Linked DNA regions of Pan troglodytes: region 1 is linked to region 2. Evidence: chromatin contacts called from public Hi-C data. All regions are on one chromosome and are shown on one strand. Each heading gives the region's core, a stretch centred on a gene start, on an enhancer-like site or on the middle of the called end of the contact. The rest is flanking DNA. Distances are from core to core; before and after follow the strand shown.

What was found. A called contact is a pair of places that touch in the nucleus more often than the background predicts.
Region 1: a Hi-C map of stem cell-derived neural progenitor cells shows a contact between it and region 2, with 2.4 times the contacts expected there. The contact joins the enhancer-like site here to the promoter of RHEB in region 2. A contact is called at or near these places in 1 of 7 Hi-C or Micro-C datasets (stem cell-derived neural progenitor cells) and 1 of 1 datasets of contacts at active chromatin or transcription factors (stem cell-derived excitatory neurons).

Annotation. Positions count from the first base shown.
Region 1 is chr6:166,773,517-166,776,871 of NHGRI_mPanTro3-v2.0_pri, reverse strand. All of the region lies in intron 3 of PRKAG2 (protein kinase AMP-activated non-catalytic subunit gamma 2), which reads left to right. Among named protein-coding and RNA genes, the nearest start is that of PRKAG2, 120 kb to the left of the region's middle. Within about 2 kb of position 1,616, at least 7 of the 24 cell types and tissues checked have an H3K27ac peak or open chromatin away from gene starts, as enhancers often do. A contact at or near this core is called in stem cell-derived neural progenitor cells, where this site is marked.
Region 2 is chr6:166,539,393-166,542,825 of NHGRI_mPanTro3-v2.0_pri, reverse strand. RHEB (Ras homolog, mTORC1 binding) reads left to right here and starts at 2,132. Exons shown (of 8, transcript XM_519513.6): 1 at 2,132-2,595. The coding sequence starts at 2,544.

The DNA.
Region 1 (3,355 bases), core at 367-2,866, 230 kb before region 2:
GTTGCTTTAGGCACCGGGGTGAAACTGGGAAGGCTCGTGAGGGGCCGTGGCCCCCGTGAGAGTCCCTTGCTGCCTTGGAAATGACTCTGCCCAGCAAGGAGAGGGGTCTCTTCAAACAGCAGTTGACAAATGTTTCCTGTAAAAAGCCAGATGGTAAATGTCTTAGACTTCGAAGGCCACGTGGTCTCTTTTGCAACTACGAAGCCATAGACAAAGTATAAACTAATGGTGCAGCTGTGTTCCAATAAGTATTTATAAAAGCAAGTGGCCAGCAGGATTGGGCCATTGGGTAGTAATTTGCCAATTCCTGTTTTTAAAACATAAATCCCATCATGTCATCCCCTGTTCAACCCCTTGACACCTCCCCAGCACATTTAAATTTAAACTCCAAGCCCCACCACACATGGCCTCTGAGGTCCTCTGAGGTCACCCTGGGCTGGCTCTGACTGTGTCTTGTGCACACCCACCCCCTGTCTTCCTCTGCTCAGGCTCATGTCCCCTAGGCCCTCTGCCTGAAACACCCTGAGATGCTGAGCATGTCCCTGGGCCCTCTGCTAGAAAACACCCTGGAGCCAGAACGCCCTTGAGGCTGTGCTGTGCCGTGCCTCCCAGATTCCCGATTCCTTCAAGAATGAGGAACTCACTCCCAGCTGTGGGTGTGACAGACAGACGGCCCTCAGCTAAGGAGCGCCACCTCGCCAGCCTTCAGCCCCTCCCAGAGCCGGCCTACGCCCAATAACCGGCCGATGTACATAAAGGACCAGCCCCCGACCCCCGCTCAGGACAGCTCTGAAGGGGCATCCGGGCTTCAGAACTCTCTGTCGGGGCTTCACGGGGTCTCCATCGCCCCTTTGTCAGGCCCAAGAGCACTCCCTGATGTACATCCAACATGCTCATTTCCATCCCAGAGCCTGCCTCTCAGAGAGCCTGCAGCGACCCTTCCTGCAGATAGACACAGGTGGGGTCCCTTCCTTCAGGTCGCTGCTCCAACTTCCCAATACCACAGTGGACTTCGGAAGGAAGGGAGGCAGGGGAACTGAGGGGACCGCGAAGGTAGGGCCTGGAGAAGTGCTGGGGAGTGAGGGGCAGCTCGAAGTGCTGGAGAGTGAGGTACTCGAAGGTAGGGCCTGGAGAGGTGGTGGGGAGTCAGGTGCGGCGGAGGGGGGTGGGTGGGCGGGAGAACAGGGACTATATGAAGCCAAAGCCCAGCCTCCCTCAGGGCTGTGCCCTGTGAGTTGTACAAAGGGCCCTGGGTCTGTCCCCAAATGTTGCCATGATCCAGAATTACTGTGAGCTTTACCCTGTACCCGACAAAAAAGATTGACTCTGGCTTGCCCAAGTCTGCCCCTAAGCCCCAGTGCTGGCCCAGCCAACGCGGGCACCCTGGGCCCCCCGCTCACTGGCCACAGCTGGAGCCTTCCGGACCAGGGCAGCTGATGAGGTCTGAATACTGGGGCTGAGCAGACTCCAGAAAAACGTGACTCATCTTGCCTGCCCACAAAGAAAGGAAAAGTATGTGCGGCATCCAAGTTTCCTGAAAAGTTCAGCCAACACATTGCAGAGTTATGTGGCCTGGCACCCCATGTGGTCCCTGGGGACAGCGCCCTCTGGCGCCAGCCTGGAAGACGTCCCCAGCCAGGGCTGGCCTGCACATCCTGTGTCCAGGCTGTTGTTATTATTTGGGAGAAGCCAACGAAAAATTCCCGGAAGAATCTCCTTGCCCTCAGCGAGTTAGAGTCCTCTAGTTCTCTCAGGGCCTGCTTCGGTGATGCTCCCACCTTGGGAGACAGTAAAAGGCAGCACTAACACATGCTCTTACTTAACACACAGGCCCATTGCAGCTCTTTTTCTTTTTTTCGAGATGCAGTCTTGCTCTGTCTCTCAGGCTGGAGTGCAGTGGTGCGATCACAGTTCACTGCAACTCAAGCGATTCTCCCACCCCAACCTCCTGAGTAGCTGCGACTACAGGTGTGCACCATCATGCCCGGCTAATTTTTAAATATTTTGTAGAGATGGGGTTTTGCCATGTTGCCCAGGCTGGTCTCAAACACCTGGGCTTAAGCGATCCTCCTGCCTTGGCCTCCCAAAGTGCTGGGATCATAGGCACAAGCCACTGCTCAGCCTGTATTTCTTAATTCCTTTTTTAAAATAACACTTTAGGGCTGGGCGAGGTGGCTCACGCTTGTAATTCCAGTACTTTGGGAGGCCAAGGTAATGGGTCACTTGAGCCCAGGAGTTCGAGACCAGCCTGAGCAACATGGTGAGACTCTGTCTCTAAAAAAACAATTATTAAATAATAAATAACATTTTATTTTGACAATTTCAAACATAAAGTCACAAAAATAATACAAAGAGTTCTCATATCCTTTTCACCCAGATTGCCCGATGTTAGCATTTCACCAGATCTGCCCATATCTCATTTCTCACGATCTCTCACTGTGTGTTTATATGAACTCTGAACCCCTGAGAGGAATTTGCAGACATCATATCCCTTTACCCCTAAATATTTCAGTGGATGTTTCATAAAAACAGGGTCATTCTCCTAACCACAGTATAATTGTCAAAATCAGGAAATCAGCACTAATATCATGCTATCAGCTAAGCTGCAGGCTTCATTCACATTTTGTGCCTTGTCTCAGGGGCGTCATTTCTTGGAAGAGGAGACCCCCAGCCACGCGTTTTGTTTCGTTGTCCTTTCTCTTCAGTCTCTTCATCTGGAACAGCTCCTCAGTCCTGTCTCATCTGTCACGACCTGAGCACTTTTCAGGAGGACAATGGCCAGTTCTTGTGTCACCTGCCCTTCGACATTTCCTCACCATCAGAGCCAGCCTCCGCCCTCAGGTGGGCACCCACCCATCCGTGGGCTGCCCTGGGCTTCTGCATCCCAGCAGGGGCACCCGATGCGGCCGCGACACCTTTCCGGTGAAGTGGATGCCGGTCACTTGGTGAAGGGGGCGTCTGCCACCATAAAGTTCTCTACTTTAATAAAGGGCTTACTTTCCCCCTTGTCACCAGTCAGGGCTTCAGGGAGACCTACTTTGGGATTGTGTAAATGTCTTCTTTCTCATCAAACTTTCACTTGCTAGTTTTAGGATTGATACGTATTTCTTGCCTGAATTGTTACTATAGTAATTACCAAAAGGTGATTTTCTAAATTTATCATGAATTCTACATTGACTGGTTGGAATGCTACTTTAAAGAACAGGTTTTTCTTCTCTCCCTGTGTGTGTATCTATGGACTCATGGATTTGTATCCTATTCAGTGTCATGTTATTTCTCATTATCAAATATTTTAAAATTTTTTTATTTTAGGTTTGGGGGTCCAAGTGAATGTTTGTTACATAGATAAAGATGT
Region 2 (3,433 bases), core at 883-3,382:
GTAAAGACGGGGTTTCACCATGTTGGCCAGGCTGGTCTGGAACTCCTGACCTCGTGATCCGCCTGCCTCGACCTCCCAAAGTGCTGGGATTACAGGTGTGAACCACCGCGCCCAGCCTGGAAAACTTTTTGAATGAATTTGTCCTTTACAACTGTGCTTCACATCTGGATTACCAATATTCTCAGGCTAGGGCAGTGCTTTCAAACTTTTTGAAGCAACCCACTGTAAGAAACTTTACAATGAGGCCGGGCACGGTGGCTCACGCCTGTAATCCCAGCACTTTGGGAGGCCGAGGCGGGTGGGTCATGAGGTCGAGAGGTCGAGACCATCCTGGCCAGCATGGTGAAACCCTATCTCTACTAAAAATACAAAAATTAGCCAGGCGTCGTGGCGGGCGCCTGTGGTCCCAGCTACTCGGGAGGCTGAGGCAGGAGAATGGCGCGAACCCGGAAGGCGGAGCTTGCAGTGAGCCGAGATTGCACCACTGTACTCCAGCCTGGGCGACAGAGAGAGACTCTGTCTCAAAAAAAAAAAAAAAAAAAAGAAACTACAGTAAAGCCCAACATGCAATAATACATATATAGCATATCTATAAACATATATATCTACACGTGCACTTACACAAACTTACCCTTACTCATTTTTTTAAACTCACCACTGTACTAATGAGGACACATACTTACCCTTACTATGCATAACGCAGTTTTCTATTCTGTTCTATTTTTTTTAAAAAAAGGTAAAACTAAACTGATTTTATAATGCAAGGAATTTAGTAGCATCTGTTCAAAAACACGGTGGTGAGGGTATCCGAATCCACAGGATAAAAACGACACATTTTACAGGAGAGTGCATTTTAAGACCTTTATTTTAAAATACTTAAAATAACTATAGCGTAAACCTCAACATTTCATGGAAACATAGAACTTCCAGACATTGATCACTTCTGGCTGGCTGCCTGGGGCTTCCATCTGTAGATCCCCGAGGACAAGAATGCACACCCCAGCCCCTCATCGGAGTGCTTCCGTGGGAAAGCTGGAGGGAGTCGCTCTTGGGTTGGGTGTTCCAGTTCGACTCCAGTCACCTCTAAACCTTCCTACGCTGGAATACAAGGCCTGCCACTCAGCTTCCCCTGGCTTCATTCCTCCCCACCGATCACTGGGAAAGGGCGAAGGGCCATGCCCGGCCTCTGCAGGTCCCCACTGCCAAACAGCCTGGGCAGAATAGGGGCGGGTTCCCCGGCGCGGCGGAGTCTCTGCTAACTCGGCAAGTGCCAAGCCCTCCAGCAGCCACCACGCCGGGCCTGCCTGCAGGCTGGTCCCTCAACGGCACCTGCGTTCCCGGCCGGGCTTCCCTTCCCGCGCCCCTCTGCACTGCACCCCTGGGAAGGCTGTGCCCACACCACGGTCTCCGCCCGTCCACACCGCGGCCCGAGGCGTTCCTGGCACCCGGCTCGGGCCTGCCCGCCGCACCAGCCGCCCCGGTGCTGGCGGAGAACCGGCTTCCCGCCCCGGCGCTGTTCCAGGAGGTGCGCCGAGCTCCGCGCGAAGCGAAGCGGACACCAGAACTGACGAGGCTCGCCCTGTTTTTAATGAAATTCCTAACACTTTCAATTAACGCAGACTCCATGCTTCCCACAGTCCTTCGGCCGTCGGTGACGCTTAGTCACCACTACATCCTCAAACCCAGACACGAACGCTAACGCAGCTCAAGGGGAATTTTCAAAAAAACCCCGAGGGAGGAGCCAGCCCACCCGCCACCCGCCCAGGCCACGCGCCTCGCGCCCTTCACGGGCTCAGCGGGCGCGAACCCGCCAACCGCTTAGCGTTTCGCCAATCACCGCACCTCCCACCTATTGCCCCGCCCTGCGCTCCGTTCTGGCCAATCACCAGGGAGCCACCGTTTGTCTCTCCGCCTCTCCCGCCCGCCCCTAACCGGTTGGAAGTTTGAAGCCTTCAAACCTAGCCGGCGCCCAACAGCGCGGTAGCAGCGCGGTGTATTTTTAGCTCCCGGGCGGGCAGCCCCGCCCCCCCCCCTCCCCGCCTCCTTGTTTCCCCCAATGGGAGATGGAGTTTCCGACACGTCATCGCGCGGCTGTGCAGGAGCTGTCCAATCGGCGCTCGGGGAGAATGGCGTAATTAAAAAGCGGCGGAAGAAGGTGGGAGGGTCATGACGCAGCGAGTTTCAGTCGTGACTTTTCTGGGGGCATCGCGGCGTCCCCTTTTTTTGCCTTTAAAGTAAAACGTCGCCCCGACGCACCCCCGCGTATTTCGGGGGGCGGAGGCGGCGGGCCACGGCGCGAAGAGGGGCGGTGCTGACGCCGGCCGGTCACGTGGGCGTGTTGTGGGGGGGAGGGGCGCCGCCGCGCGGTCGGTTCCGGGCGGTTGGGAGCGCGCGAGCTAGCGAGCGAGAGGCAGCCGCGCCCGCCGCCGCCCCTGCTCTGTATGCCGCTCTCTCCCGGCGCGGCCGCCGCCGATCACAGCAGCAGGAGCCGCCGCCGCCGCCGCGGTTGATGTGGTTGGGCCGGGGCTGAGGAGGCCGCCAAGATGCCGCAGTCCAAGTCCCGGAAGATCGCGATCCTGGGCTACCGGTCTGTGGGTGAGTGGCCGGTGGCCGCGCGGCCTCCTCGCGCCGCCGGGGCCTCGCCTGGGAGCCGGGTCGCGGCCGGGCCTGCGAAGTTTGGAGCCGGCGCGGCCATGTGGCGGGGCGGGCGGGGGCCGCGCGTTTCGTAACCACCATTTTGAGCGGAGGTGGTGGCGGTCGGGGCGGCGTCCGCGCCGGTGGAGGAGCTGCGGTAGCTGGGCGCCCTCCGCGGGCCGGGCGGGCAGGTGGCGGCCGGGCGGAGGGCGTGGGAGGCGCGGGGCGGGGGCCGTCGGCCGCCGAGGAGTCCGGGTCTGGTCTGGGGAAGTGAGGCGGCGCCGGGGAGCCGCGCTAGAGGCTGCCGCGAGGGAGTCACACCTGCCTCCCCGCCTTCGCCGCCGGCGCGCGTGACCGGGGCTGGCGGTCTCCCCCACCCCGCCCCCGATGTAAGGAAAAGAAAGTCCGTGGGATTTTAACAAAGGAAGCAGCACCTCAGCTTCATTGCATCTGTGGTGAAGTTTACCCTTGTAAAGAAAACTAGGGATTTAGAGGACGTTTGGGCACTGAACGCAAGTTTTCTGCATAGGAAACCTAGGCGATCCCCCAAAAGAGGCCCCTCTGGAGGCCCTCGAGATGCTGCTGGCGGCCTGGGTAGGAAGACAGAGAAAAAGGAATGTCTGATTTCTCGGTGCCCTATTTTTCTTCGGGAAGGAATAAGGTCAGGTACTTGCAACCAGGCTGTAGAAGTAATTCCAAAGTCTTTTTGTTTTCTTTTTCTTCCCCCAAAAGGTTGACATACATTTGAAACAGTTCCTAGCAGTCGCCTTATTGCTGAATAAGGTGGCTTAGGGTCGGG